Linked DNA regions of Sus scrofa: region 2 is linked to region 1. The links are chromatin contacts, called in public HiChIP or PLAC-seq maps. All regions are on one chromosome and are shown on one strand. Each heading gives the region's core, a stretch centred on a gene start, on an enhancer-like site or on the middle of the called end of the contact. The rest is flanking DNA. Distances are from core to core; before and after follow the strand shown. Region 1 overlaps STEAP4 (STEAP4 metalloreductase). Region 2 overlaps LOC110255471 (a long non-coding RNA gene).

Region 1 (7,394 bases), core at 2,015-4,514:
TCAATCTCATTGCAGTCTCAAAGTTTATGTGTCAATAATTCATGGTTGATGTGTCTGTGAATTTCTCTACATCGCTAACAAATACATGGGAAGTGCTTGGGTAAGAGTCCTGTTGCAGGGGCCAGATTTCTCTCAATCTGTAGCATGACAGGCTTGATGCTATATTACCACATAATAAACATGAAAGAACCCAAAATTCATGAGTGTGGCTCATCAGCATATAAAGTAGGAAAACAGAATCCTGATGTAATTGTTTGAGAACATCAATTTCTGCTTGGGGAAAGAGAAGCCATATGGTAAAGAAGGTTTAAGTAAATATTTACTTTGTTTTAGAATTTGTAGGGTCCATTAAAGCTTCCTACACAACTCCTAGAGTCAACTGTCATAATAACATCCCAACAGAATCAATGACTTTTTCTACCAAAAATATTATATTTAAGTGTATTTTTCTCTACAATTATGTTTCACTGATTATTACAAAGTGTTACACAACTTGCCTTGAGCAAAGAAACCATGCAGAGGTATTTTTTGATCCCCTTAAAATGTGGGCACTTTGTAAAAAATGGAATTAAAAAAAAAATTCTTATAATTTTTCTTAGGCAATAGCCAAGAAAGAAAATCCATTTATTATCTCTACTGCCTGGCTCAGCGATTCCTATTTAGCCCTGGGAATCCTTGGATTTTTCCTGTTTGTACTCTTGGGAATCACTTCCTTGCCATCAGTCAGCAACATGGTCAACTGGAGAGAGTTCCGATTTGTCCAGGTAAGGACTTCACAGTTTAATCCACTTTATTGCAAACTATTCTGGCTGTACACAGAGTCTCATTTTTCTCTCGTACCCTGCATAAATTATTCTTTTGCTCCATAACTTCCCTGGCAATCTCATAAAAATAGCAACTGAAACAAGTTCAAATCAGAAAATGCTAAACTCTGGTACAAAAAGGCAGATCCCATAATGGCTGATTTCTTACCAAGGCATCCCTTTGCCAAGGCCCCTGATCACTCCCCAGAGCCACAGCTAAGAGTACAAAGCGAAAAGCACCCACAAATACTACACCGTGTGTGTGGAGATGTAGTAAGTGCAGGGTGGAGAGAAACCCAAAGACGAAATTTCTACTTCTGAAAATCAATTTTAGAATATGGACTTGGTGATCTGAAAAGGCATATAATGAAATAACCTTTAAACCTTCACGGCAAGATATGCTAGACTGCCATCATACCCGATCCAGTGCTGGCCTGGAAGAGAGGAAAATCGGTGTTTCAATACATCAGCCTCCGGGTGCTTCATTAAAGGCAGTTAGTAATTAATTTTATAGACCAGTGGTCTGCAAAGGGTGGTACCTGGACCACTAGCAACAGCAGCACCTGGCGTCTTATTAGATACAGAAATCCCCTGGCTCCACCCAGAGCTAAGAGAATCAGAAATTCCGGGGTGTGACCCTGCAGCTTGTTTTTACAAGCCCTCCAGATGATCCTCTGATGTTCCTTGTGAACCAGTAAAAATGAACAGACCATTAGTAACTGAAACTAGATTTGAACTTTATAGAACTATTTGAATCTCAAAAGTCTTACAGTTTCTCCCCAGGAATAAGTGCAGTCAACATGTTCTCATATTTACACCTTCATTCAAGATATTAAGATGGGGAGTTCCCATTGTGGCTCAATGGAAATGAATCCGACTAGGAACCATGAGGTTGCAGGTTCGATCCCTGGCCTTGCTCAGTGGGTTAAGGATCCGGCATTGCCGTGAGCTGTGGTGTGGGTTGCAGACGCAGATCGGATCCCGCATTGCTGTGGCTCTGGCATAGGCTGGTGGCTACAGCTCCAATTCAGCCCCTAGCCTGGGAACCTCCATATGCCACGGGAACAGCCCAAGAAATGGCAAAAAAAAAAAAAAAAAAAAAAAAAAAAAAAGACATTAAGATGGAAATAAACTTTGAGCTTTGGATTTAGGTCAAAACAAGCAAACAGCCAAAAGTAAAGTTTGCTAATTGTTCTTTATTGCAAAAGAAGTTAACGAGCATCTGCTTTTCGTCAGCGGCATAATGTGGTGCTTCTTTTTTTTTTGTCTTTTTAAGGTCACACCCATGGCCCATGGAGGTTCCCAGGCTAGGGGTCGAATCCAAGCTACAGCTGCCGGCCTACACAACAGCCATAGCAACTCGGGATCCAAGCAGCGTCTGTGACCTACACCACAGCCCACAACAACGCTGGGTACTTAACCCATTGAGTGAGGCCAGGGATTGAACCTGCATCCTCATGGATGCTAGTCAGATTCGTTTCCACTGAGCCGTGATGGAAACTCCTTTTAAAAAAAAAAAAAGAAAAAAAATGTGGTGCTTCTTGAGAACATATCAGGCCTCTAGCAAAGGTGATCCAGGCAAGCATTTTCCCATTGAAGAAGAGGTACATTATTTATTCTAACTAAAGAATTTACCCCTGGGAAATTTTCTCATCCAGTCAGGTTAAGATGAAACCATCATGTCATGTGTAAACATTAAAAAAAAAAAAATGAAATACTGATCATCCTGAAGGAGCCAATATACACAGCAGCATTCTAAATGTTACAGGTTTCAAAGGCCTGTGGCTGTTGACAAGTACCTTTCACTGTTTTCCACTGTTTCAATACTATGTTAAGGTATATGTTTTTGTTTTTGTTTCTTGCTTATAGTCCAAACTGGGCTATTTGACCCTGATCTTGTGCACAGCCCATACCCTTGTGTACGGCGGGAGGAGATTCCTTGATCCCTCGACCCTCAAGTGGTGTCTTCCGTCAGCCTACGTGATAGCGCTGATCATCCCTTGCACCCTGCTGGTGGTCAAGTTCATCCTCATCCTGCCGTGTATAGACAAGCCCCTCACCCGGATCCGCCAGGGCTGGGAAAGGAACCCCAAATTCTTGGAATCGGCCCTCAATGGAAAAACAGATCTTTAAAGCAAGGTTCAGTTCACCCAAATTTCTGAACTGTGGTGTCCTACGTTCAGAGAAGAATGACGGGGACAGTCAAGAAAGTACTTTTCTCCCTCCATGGCGTGAAGGTTGTGAACCAAGAAAGAAATCACACATGGCTTTGAGAAGTGGACACCAGTTTATCTCGGGGCTGTAATGAATCAGGGCTAGTCCCTGCCTCCGGCGGGGGGCGGGGGGAGATCATGATTTTGTCATAGTTTTTTGATTTCACATTAATCCTAGCTTTGTGATTTCATACCAACAAGCTTCTTTGTTGTGGGCAACATGCATGACCTAATGTTTTGCAAAATCCAGGGGAAGTATTTGCAACTTCCTTCTCGGGCACAAGGACTGAGTAGAGTGAAAGAGAAAACAGTAAGAGGGTAGCTGCTGCTAAAGGCTTTAACAGATATGTCTGAAGAATAAGGCTGATGAAGTAAAAGGAATGAATTTTTTCTGTTTTTTAGGAAGTACAGGTGATCATAAATATTGCCATGGTGAATTCTGAACTTACATGTGCTCTTTGATTTTGCTTTTAGCAATACGGATTTACACTGCAGGGCACTATTTTATAACACAATAAAATATCACAATTGATTGGAAGTAAGCATGGGTTGAATATATGCAAATCTATACAGCTGTCATAAGAGCCTTCTTCTACAAAGGATAAAGAATAGGAGAGATTGAGTTAAAATGAGGAAAATCCAGTTGGATTTTCTCAATAAGCAAGGAAGGGTTGATAAAATCCTTTGCAAAAAAAAAAAAAATAATAAATTACAAGTAAACCGTAATTTGAGACAGCAAGCTAAATACATTTTGTAAAGTTGCATCATATCAGGTTTGGTATTACTTAGGTCTTGTGGTATACTTTATAAATTATATATTCCAAATGCTGTTCAACATAAATCATCTATGAAATGAATTTCTAGTAATGGAAATATAACTTCTGTAATTTGTCATAGTTTATTGTAAACTTAAACAGTGAAATTAAATGAATAACGAAAATGTAAGTTGGACCGATACACAGAAGAGAGAGAAGGATGGAGTCTCAGGGGAGAGGGCTGTGAGCAGTAGCTGTGATGGGAGATTTGGTTTATTCTCAGATCCTTGCTGGAATGCAGGATCGATCTCTCTGCTTTTCTGCACTGATGGTGCCATTTCCAAGATGACCTTCAGCAGCATTAGCCTTCCTGGCTCTTGCATGGAGCTGAGAGAAGCCTTATACATAGTCTTGCCACGTGCCAACATAACCAAAAGCCTTTCCACAGGCTTTGTGCCTAGTCCACAAAGGCCATTCCTTTTTACTTTATTATCATATAGTCCATATGAAATTATATAAAATGATTGAAATATATTAAAACATCACCCACAGTCCAGGATATTTTTTCTATAAAACCTTTGGAAAATAGTTCTATCTATACTATATACTAAATTTTATATCCTTCTTTTTCTGCCTATAGTGTGGCGTTGTTCGCTTACTTACATGGTATATGGTTGAATCAGTGGCTGCATCATATTACACCAGATAGGCAATTATTTAACTACTGCCCTAATTAAACATTTAGGTTACAGCCTTTTTTACTAAAACAAATAACTTCTCAGAGGAAATCTTAGCACATATAAATTATGTCCATATTTTAAGTTACTCCCTCAGAATACTTGCTAAGAATTGGGATTAAAAATTAAAGAAATTTTAATAGCATTTGTTATGTATATATGTATACATATATGTATGTGTGTATATGTGTGTGTGTGTGTAAGAGTGTGTGTATGTGTGTGTGAGAGAGTGTGTGTGTGTGTGTGTGTCTGTGGCCAGATTACTTCTAAAGTCAATATCATTGGCATTGAATGAGGGGATTGGTTTCATTATGCCCTTACAGATTTTGCTTTTCATTTCAATTTGCATTCATGAGAAGATACACAGAATATATGCTCCATTAACTTATCCCTGATCCATTCAGGCAAGGATGCAGAAAGGCTCTAGAATTTAAGCGGAGCTGAGGTGTGTGGTGCTGACTCGAACATTTCGGTGAAAAAGACCGAAACACTGTCACTACTCATCTCTTCTATTTTATCCAAACTAGCCAAGGGTTTGAGGGTTGGAGGCTGCTCTTTGACTAGAGAATCGGTTGATTAAAGGTTAGGTACTATCCAGGATGATCTAAAGAAAGCTTTTGGGGTCAACCATGCTCTTTTTTTTAATTTGGTAAAAGAGTAATATGTTTTTACTAGGTCATGGTTCATCACTAAAAACAGAAAATTCCACACTTCGGTTTAAAAAAAAAAATACCCTATGTTTATAACCCAGTAAAAATGTTCTACCTGAGTACCTGGGTACCACACAAAAGCCATCCACAAAGCAAGACTTGAAAGAGAGCCCCTGGTGGTTTGGGCATCACGGTGCAATTGCTGGGCAGGAATACTCAGCTTCACCCACAAGGACTCCCAGCCCCACCAGCTGACCAGAGAAGTCAATCTCCTTCTTTTGTCCCTTCCAATATTCCTCCCTTCCCAGACCATCAAACCAATTTGCCCATCCTAACATAGCTGACTCCTCCAGTTTATCACTCAAGGTGGAAAGAATGAGTCTGGGACAGATGGAAAGAGGTATGTCAGGTGAACTTTATCCCTTTTAGCTGTTCCAAAATGTTCTTCTACCTTAAAAAGTCAGACTAAACTTCCTCACTGCTGATGTGTTTCCTGTATTCTAGGAAAATTTTTTTTATTTCATAGACCTTTTATTTTTGTATGCTTTCCCCACATTAAGGGGTGCCTCCTTTTGTAAACATGAACTCATTAAACATTATTTTAAAAATTATTCTAGTTTGTAACCATTCTGGCTTCGACTCATCAGCATTCCAAAGAAAGTGCCTGAAAGGGTTTGAATCACAGCAGTACTAGCATTTGGAACTAAAAATAGTTCCTTTCAGGGATAAGGAAAAGGAGAGGCAGTACAGGGGTTGAAAACTACAGGAGTGGATTTGCAGCTTCACACAACATCCTACCTGTCTTGCAGCTTCATTCCAACATCTTGCCTATTTCAGTTTTACCCTCAGAGAATGGGAGCATCAGCTGGCCAAAGAGGGGTAGGAACAGACTCTCCTACATTGGACTTTCATGATAAGAAAAAACAAACAAACAAGACTTTCCTTCCTTCCTCCAGATGGATGCCACCCAGATGGGCAAAAGTCAGTTATGGATAGACTAACTTTCAACCTGTGGGAGCAGACATGAAGCACCCTGGACAACCAGACAGCTGCAGCCCTAATGGGTGTTATTAGCCTTTCAAAAGCAGAATAAAACAGATACATAAAGAGAGGGCCCGGGAGGTCCCACTGTGGCTCAGCGGAAACAAAAAACCCAACTAGTATCTATGAGGATGTGGGTTTGATCCCTGGCCCTGCTCAGTGGGTTAAGGATCCAGCATTGCTGTGAGCTTTGGTGTAGGCCATGGCTGCAGCTTGGATCTGGCATTATTGCAGCTGTGGTATAGGCTGGCACTGCAGCTCCGATTCAACCCCTAGCCTGGGAATCTCCATATGCAGTGGGTGGGTCCCCTCCTCCCCCCCCAAAAAAAAAACAGTCAAAAATAAATAAATACAGAGAGGACCCAGCAACCTGGAGTAAGCTGGAAGGAAATGGAACAAATCCCTTATTCAAAAGCCATAGTTAGAAATTGCATTCAAGAGCTCTTCATGAGTATATAATTTAGGGATCACAGAAGAGCCATGATGATGATGAATCTACATAATGAATTTGACCTCTAGGAGCTCAAAAGGCTCTGGACCTCCTCCAAAAATCAAGGTGGAATGGCAGGCAAGGTGCTGCACAGAGAGCTCACAAGTTCCATTCTCCACCAATACCCCCATCGTCCACCCCACCACCAATTTAATACACACACACCAAAAATGTCCTCCTATGATCCTCCTCCAATGTTCTCCAGGGAGGTAAGATTGCCATGTAGAAGAACCCTCCAGTCTCCCAAAGATGTGTCCAGTAGAATTCAGGAGGAGAGAAGTCACCCTATGTGCATTACTTTCCTGAAGCCCAAGGCAAAGCCCTGAGATCTCAGGTAAGAGGAAGCAAGAAGAACCCAACTGAGGAAGGAGAAGGATTAGGGTGAAGGGGAAAGGGACAGAGGCAGGAGAAAGGGGGAGTGTGGATGAGCAGGATTGCTCATCCCTGCCCAAGCCCTCCCTATATCTCTCCCTTCCCATACCATCGAACCAGCTGGCCCATCCTAACCCAGCTGACTCCTCCAGTTTACTTAAGGTTCTACCTGTTTCCTGCTCTGAGGGAATCTTGGAAGGCATTTAAGGATATTGTTTGCATAATACTGAGCAGACACAATATGCTTGACATACATTTTCTTATGTAATCCTCAAAACAATTCTCTAAAGTACTCTTATTACCCCCATATTTCAGAAGAAACTGAGCCTCAAA
Region 2 (7,214 bases), core at 51-2,550, 160 kb before region 1:
AGGCTATTTTTACTTAAGGGACTAAGAAAAATGGTAGTGCGTGGACCCTTCAGTAAACATGAGCTCATACCCCTCTGCTTCTGTCCAGGAGGATTTCATCTCTCATCTGATCCTGATACTCTTGGGAGCATAAGATTAGTGCTGAAGAAAGTGAGAATTCTGTCTGTGTAAGGTTTCCTGGATTGAACCCAGAGGTTTTTAACTGCTTTAGTCAATGACTTGTTCCCTGGAAGCCTGGGGTATCACACCAAAATTGTTTAATTGAGTTGAAAAAGGTTATTTACAGTATTTTCCACATAACTGACTTTTTCAGCCAACTGATTTGCATATAGTACAACATTGCTAATTTAGACTAATGACTGAGAGGACCCTGGAGATTACAAATTTAAGAATTAGAAAGTACAGTAAGTGAAAGCATGAAATTAAAAGCAATTTGAGCTGTCTTATCACAAAAGGGACTTGATTAGTCCATGCTTATTATTTATGGTAGTGATTTATAATACGCCATCATTTACTTTGTAATGAAATCTTCATAATGTGACATTATACTAGCATCTTACAAGAAAGGTGGACAAAGCTCCCAGAGAGTTGGTAAAGCTTGTCATCTCTCCGGATGAACACATTCATTCACACAGTATTTACTGTTCTATGCTCCTGCCCTGGGCAAAGTACCTTTAAGCACAATTTTAATGGCTTTTTTCTACCACTATAAGACTCATAGATTTTCACTGGAACTCAGAAAGCATTGAAAATACAAAGAATAAAACAGAAAAAGAACACCAGTAAATCCCATCGTGCAGAGATGACCACCACTTACCTTTGCCATATTTACTTCCAATATTTTCTTATGCATCTATATATGAAGAAAATGTGGAATATGTAAATACGTTTGCATAATTATGATCACATTTTGTTTTCATATTTGTATTCTGGTTTTTCACTTAGTTGTTGATAAGGACATACCAAATCATATATATGTATGTGTATGTGTGTGTGTGTGTGTGTGTGTGTGTGTGTGTATAAAACTTAATTATAACTGCACATATAAAGTGTATCTTAAAGTCATCACTTATGTCAGCTACATTAATACTTAGAAATCAGCAGTTGTTTAGGTGCAATAATTAGAAAATAAATTAAAATCATCCCAATAGTCCAAGCTGGTCTTGCATCATCAGAAATATGACACTTGTGTGTTTTTCTGAAAAGCTGAAACTAACTCATTATGGAAGACCAGATAAATTCAATTCAGAGCTGGTATTACTCACACTGGCTACCAAAGCATTCTCTTCCCCATGTAAGCAGCTACAACTTTAGGGAAACAGGAAAAAGCACTGATTCAGTCTACACTTAGTCTTCTAATGAAACTGAACTTCCTGAGTCATTAAGTTGCATCATAATTTCCATAGTCAATTTCAGCCCACTTCACTTTGGGGAACTTCCAGAAAAGGAGTTCCTGTTGTAGTTCTTTGGAAATGAATCTGACTAGTGTCCACTAGGACCCAGATTCATTCCCTGACCTCACTCAGTGGGTTAAGGATCTGGTGTTACCATGGCTGTGGTGAAGGCCGGCAGCTGCAGCTCTGATTCAACTCCTAGCCTGGGAACATCCACATGCCAAGGGTGTGGCCCTATAAAGACCAAAAAAAAGCTCCATAAAACTAATTCTTATTTTCATTGTTACTATTTCTAATTCATAGGTGAATTAATTGTAGGATGAAATGAGTATGTGATGTTTATAGGACTACATATGAATTGAATTTCTTATCATTCATAAGGGTTTGCTTCTTATTTTTAATCCTCTGTCTTCTACACAATCTCAAATGAAGACTAAAGCTGTGCCTGAAGGAAACAGATGTGGCACAGTCATTCTCAATTAAAGCTATGGCCACTATGTGAGAATAATTGGCTTTAATTAATGTGTTTAAAAGCTTTAAGCTGACCATGCATTTACACAACTCCCCTAAAAGCTTCCTCACAGCAGCCTCTGAAGTGTGCCTAACAATCTCTGAGAAAGTTCCTTAGAAGCTCTTCAGTAGTCTTGATAGAAATATTTCACCGAGTGCTATGAAAGCACATTAATGTTTAGTAGTTTTGGAATTCACAAGTCCCATCTCCTTTATGTTCAGTTATACAAGACACCCACCCAATGCAGCTCACAGCAGGTTCTCAATAAAGACTCACCATCACACATTCTTAGTGGAAATTTAAATGGCCACTGAGTTCTTTCATCTCTAGAATTGATGACTTGCAGTCTTTTCACTGATATTCCCTGGAAAGCTGCTACAGTCTTGTAATTTCTATTGTTAATCTGAGGCATTCAGAGTTATAAAAGAGAAGCAAGAAGTCCTTTGTTCCATTTCTTCCAGGTCATAAATTAATCTCTTTGGTGTAGGTTGAGGTAAAGGAAATTCCTTTGCGATGCCCAGAAAATAATTTAACTCGAGTTAATACAGAGAGTTGTTTTCCAGGAAAAGAAAATTCACCCTTAATGGTTCTGCTCCATGTCTGCCCCAGCTGACAACATTATACACACTACCTCATTTGAACCTCCCCATGACTTTAGAGTGAAGAGAGAGGCTTGGAGTGTTTCGCCCAGGATCTGACCTGATCCTACATCTATCTGACTTCAAGCTTGTGCTGTTCCCCTTGCCCCATGAACTCTTTAACAATCATTGCATAACTCCCTATAGATTTCCAAGGCTACAGTATATGCCAAGTGGCCATGGGGCCCAAGGAAGTGACCACAAAGGAGAAGCAGCGGGCTCTCCTGCTCTCCAGGAGGTATGTTTTAACACTCATGTCACTTTACAAGAATGCAAGGTCTAGATAAAATCTGGAGCTTTTCTCCTTCATCTGTTAATGTATCAGATAGTGTGCTAAGCATCGGGGGTACTTTTGTCAAATCTTAGGAAAAAAGAATTTTGGAGTCCTCCAAATGATATCCATACTGGACCTGGGCTCCCCCAAATTTCCCCACAGAATATCTTTTTTTGTTTGTTTTTTTAGAGCTGCACCCATGGCACACGGAAGTTCCCAGGCTAGGGGTCAAACCAGAAAAGCAGCCGCCAGCCTATGCCACCACCACAGCAACATCAGATCCAAGCCACAACTGCAACCCACACCACAGCTCATGGCAATGCCGGATCCTTAACCCACTGAGCCAGGTCAGGGATCAAACTCGCGTCCCCATGGACATTAGTCAGGCTTGTGACTGCTGAGCTGCAACGGGAACTCCCCCACAAAATACCTTGACTCTCTCCAACAAAGAATCCTCTCAGCCTCGGAATAGATAATCATGAATCATCCCCAACGCTACCCCTGTCTATAAATGTCCATCCCTAGGACAGCAGGTTCCTAAAATCATTTATTCATTCAACAAATGTGTTTCGAGCATCCACTTTTTGCCTGATACAATTGTACTTACTCAGAATACAGCAATGAAAAAAGCAGGAGATCCTAGCCCTTGGGAAGCCTACATTGTGGCAGGACAGGGACAAGAAACAATAGGTATTATAAATAAGCAAATTAGACGTCACATATCAGGAGGTGAGTAGGGCTATAGACAAATATCCAGTATTGCAAAGGGACTCAGGAATATGCAGAGAGTATGGGTTGCCATTTTAAATCAGACACTCAAATTAATCCCCAATGAGAAGCAGATATTTGAGCAAAGGCTTAAAAGAAATTAAGTGGTGAGCCATGTGCACATCTGGGGAAGAAGGCTCCTGAGAGATGTGCAAAAGTCCTAGGACACAGGCATGCCTAACACGTGTGAAGAAGCCAGGAGGGCTGTGTGGCCGGAGTGGAGTGGACTCAAGGTAGAGCAGTAGGATGGAGTCAGATATGAAGGCCTTTGTAGGACAGAGTAAGGACTGGGTTTTTCCCAAGTGGGATTGACTGCTAAATGACCTAATAGGCCTAACACATTAAAAAGGCTTACTCTGGGGGCTGCATTTTTGAGTCAACAGTAAACATTTGGTGGGGGGAGAGGGATATGGGCAGAAGCAGGAAGCCCATGTCACAAGGCTACTAAGTAAGATGGGAGACGATGGTGTCCTAGACCAGTGGGAGTAGCAAAGGAAGCCAAACTCTGGAGCCACATGGCAGAAGGAACTAAGAGTACAATATGTGAGCAAAGGCTTAAATGAAATTAAGTGGTGAAGCATGTGCACATTTGGGAAGAAGGCTCCTGAGAGATGTACAAAAGTCCTAGGACAGAGGCATGTCTGAATATGGAGGTTATGTTGGACATAAACTCAGTGAAAATAGTAGGTCACTGGTTCATGAACCTCTCCAATACAAGGTGGCTTGTGTGACACTCTTGAATACTTATGGTGACCTTGTACATTCACAATCCTGGACCAAAACAGCAAAGGTGTGGATAGAACCACCACTAGTCTCTGTTTCTCATCCATTGTGGGACTCTGCTCACATCGCATTATTTCTGTGTATTTTTTTGTCTCCCATCCACAATTTAGAGATAAAACCTTTCTCATGGGATTATGAAAACAATGAAAAACACAGGTAAAGATTTTAAATCCTTGAGTAAAAGCATAAACATGGTAAGTAAAAAAATTAAATTTAAAATGTTTTTTCAATATTTGTACTCTTTGCTGAAGTATGTTCTCCATGTGGTTTATACAAAAATACATCTATCCCTGTTGTTTGTATAAATAAATCTTATATTGACAGCAATTGTTTCAACTTCCTTTCTTTTTTTAATGATTTTTGTTTTTTTCCATTATAGCTGGTTTACAGTGTTCTGCTGATTTTCTACTGTACAGCAATGTAACCCAGTCACACATATACCTATTCATTCCTTTTTCCACATTATCATGCTCCATCATAAGTGACTAGATATAGTTCACAGCAGGATCTCAGTGCTTATCCATTTAAAAGGCAATAGTTTGCATCCATTAACCCTAGACTCCCAGTCCATCCCACTCCCTCCCCCTTCCCCAGGCAACCACAAGTCTGTTCTCCAGGTCATGAGTTTCTTTTCTGTGGAAAGGTGCATTTATGCCATATGTCAGATTCCATATATAAGTGATATCACATGGCATTTGTCTTTCTCTTTCTGACTTACTTCACTTACCATTAGAATCTCTATCTCCATCCACGTTGCTACAAATGGCATAAAATTGTTCTTTTTTATGGCTGAGTATTATTCCATTGTATATATATACACCACATCTTCTTAATCCATTCATCTGTCAATGGACATTTCCATGTCTTGGCTATTGTGAATAATGCTGCAGTGAACATGCGGGTGCATGTGTCTTTTTCAAGGAAAGTTTTACCTGGATATATGTCCAAGAATGGGATTGCTGGATGATGTGGTAGCTCTATATATAGTTTTCTGAGGTACCTCCATACTGTTTTCCATAATGGTTGTACCAACTTACATTCCTACCAACAGTGCAGGGGGGGGTTCCCTTTTCTCCACACCCCCTCCAGCATTTGTTTTTTGTGGACTTATTAATGATGGCCATTCTGACTGGTGTGAGTGGTACCTCTAGTAGTTTTGATTTGCATATCTCTAATAATCAGTGGTGTTGAGCATCTTTTTCATGTGCTTTCAACTTCCTTTCTTTTAAAGTTCATTTTTACCAATCTAACAACTGATGTTGAGATGTCAAGAACTGAATGCAGAATTTAGAATATATACTAGTTCCCTGGAAGATTTATTATATTTTAAAAAAAGAAAGAAAACTCCAATGTAACAGGACAGTACACATTTTATATTCAATTTAATCTTCAAAACAAGGTTATAGGCCTATGTGATGATCAGCCTCATTTTGCAGTGAGAAAACATGTCAGAGAGATGATGGAATTTGTTGAAAGACACACAGATTTTAGCTAGTGAGCCAAGATTTGAACACTGTTATTGGAGATTCCAAATTACATGCTTTCTATTTCAATACAACTCTAAATGTATGAAATGGGTTAAAGCCAATGTTATTCCACTATAGAACATCTGGGAAGGATGTTCCCAGAATGGAGAAGCTGAGAATTACAGAGAACCCATGCTAAACTACTCAGGGAGCTTAAATTGTTCAGTTCCCACATGGATGAATGGACCTCTTCCCCTCCTCAGTTATACCACTCATGTCCCCACCATGGAGAAAGAGGGTCACCTACAGATGGGAGAAAAAGGAAGCACTTGCAGAAAGAAATTCAAAAAGGTTCTCAGGACCAGCAGTACAGAAAAATATAGGATTTTTTATGCTAGAGCCACACTCAGGAAAGGAAATCTAGATTTGGGTAAAGTTCTGTATTCTTGCCAGTCCTTAGCACTGAGTGCTTTGTGAAGATCCCTTCAACCACCAGAGGGACCAGTCATTTCAGTAGAACATGAGTGGCTGGGAGTTCCCACTGTCATGCAGTGGGTTTACAATCCACCTTGTCTCTGTAGAGACATTCGTTGGATCCCCAGCCTGGAGCAGTGGGCTAAGGAGCCAATACTGCTGTAGCTGCAGCTGTGGCATAGGTCGAAGCTCTGGCTCAGATTCGATCCCTGATCCAGGAATTTCCATATAATTTGGGTGTAGCCAAAGAAGGAAAAAAAAATGTATGAGGGGAAACATGGGCTTAACCTGTGCAAAGTGATTTGGAGTGATTTCATAAACTGAATTCCATTTTGATTTTGTTTTCATTTTTGTTTCTAAGGGAACCCTTATGCCCTTAAAGTTAAGGGCTCTGCATCTAATCACAAAGGAGAAAATAGTGTAACACTCAGGGCCAACAAGTTTCCCGATCAGCTGTTGTCAAACTGAAATTGTTTTAGTTGCTAAAAACCTAGATGAATGAAGCTAGACTGGTGAGAAGGTAGCTAGCCAAATACAGTATTTCACTGTAATTTGCAGGCATTTTTAATAGTGTGTCTAATTCTTGAAAACCAAAATTCCTTTCCTGAAGTGACATGCTTCTCCTAGCAAAAAGATTCATATATCTTTCATATACCTGTCAATTCCTAAGCAATTTGCCCTAGAAATAACAGCATTATGTCTTCATAACAAAGTGCATGGAGAGTGGATTCTATTTGAATGAAGCAGAAAACCTGACATAAAATGGAACCATAGCTGTTTGAATGCATTTTATTGCGCATTAAGGTAAGGGAAAATTTAAAAGGACTTCAGACTGCCAGGTTGTTAATTTTATAAAACCAGAATTTCCTTAGGAAAAGTAGTATATAAAATCATGACTTTACCAGA

Evidence for each region. HiChIP or PLAC-seq counts read pairs in DNA pulled down with a chosen protein or histone mark.
Region 2: a contact with region 1 is called in an H3K27ac HiChIP or PLAC-seq map of alveolar macrophages. The contact joins two enhancer-like sites. A contact is called at or near these places in 9 of 47 Hi-C or Micro-C datasets (alveolar macrophages, blood, embryonic fibroblasts and 4 more) and 1 of 2 datasets of contacts at active chromatin or transcription factors (alveolar macrophages).

What each region holds. Positions count from the first base shown.
Region 1 is chr9:68,544,836-68,552,229 of Sscrofa11.1, reverse strand. STEAP4 (STEAP4 metalloreductase) reads left to right here. Exons shown (of 5, transcript NM_001166489.1): 4 at 600-764; 5 at 2,673-3,088. The coding sequence ends at 2,936. Among named protein-coding and RNA genes, the nearest start is that of TRNAE-UUC, 15 kb to the left of the region's middle. Within about 2 kb of position 3,264, at least 1 of the 83 cell types and tissues checked has an H3K27ac peak or open chromatin away from gene starts, as enhancers often do. A contact at or near this core is called in alveolar macrophages, where this site is marked.
Region 2 is chr9:68,699,252-68,706,465 of Sscrofa11.1, reverse strand. All of the region lies in intron 1 of LOC110255471 (a long non-coding RNA gene), which reads right to left. Among named protein-coding and RNA genes, the nearest start is that of STEAP4, 130 kb to the right of the region's middle. Within about 2 kb of position 1,300, at least 7 of the 83 cell types and tissues checked have an H3K27ac peak or open chromatin away from gene starts, as enhancers often do. A contact at or near this core is called in alveolar macrophages, where this site is marked.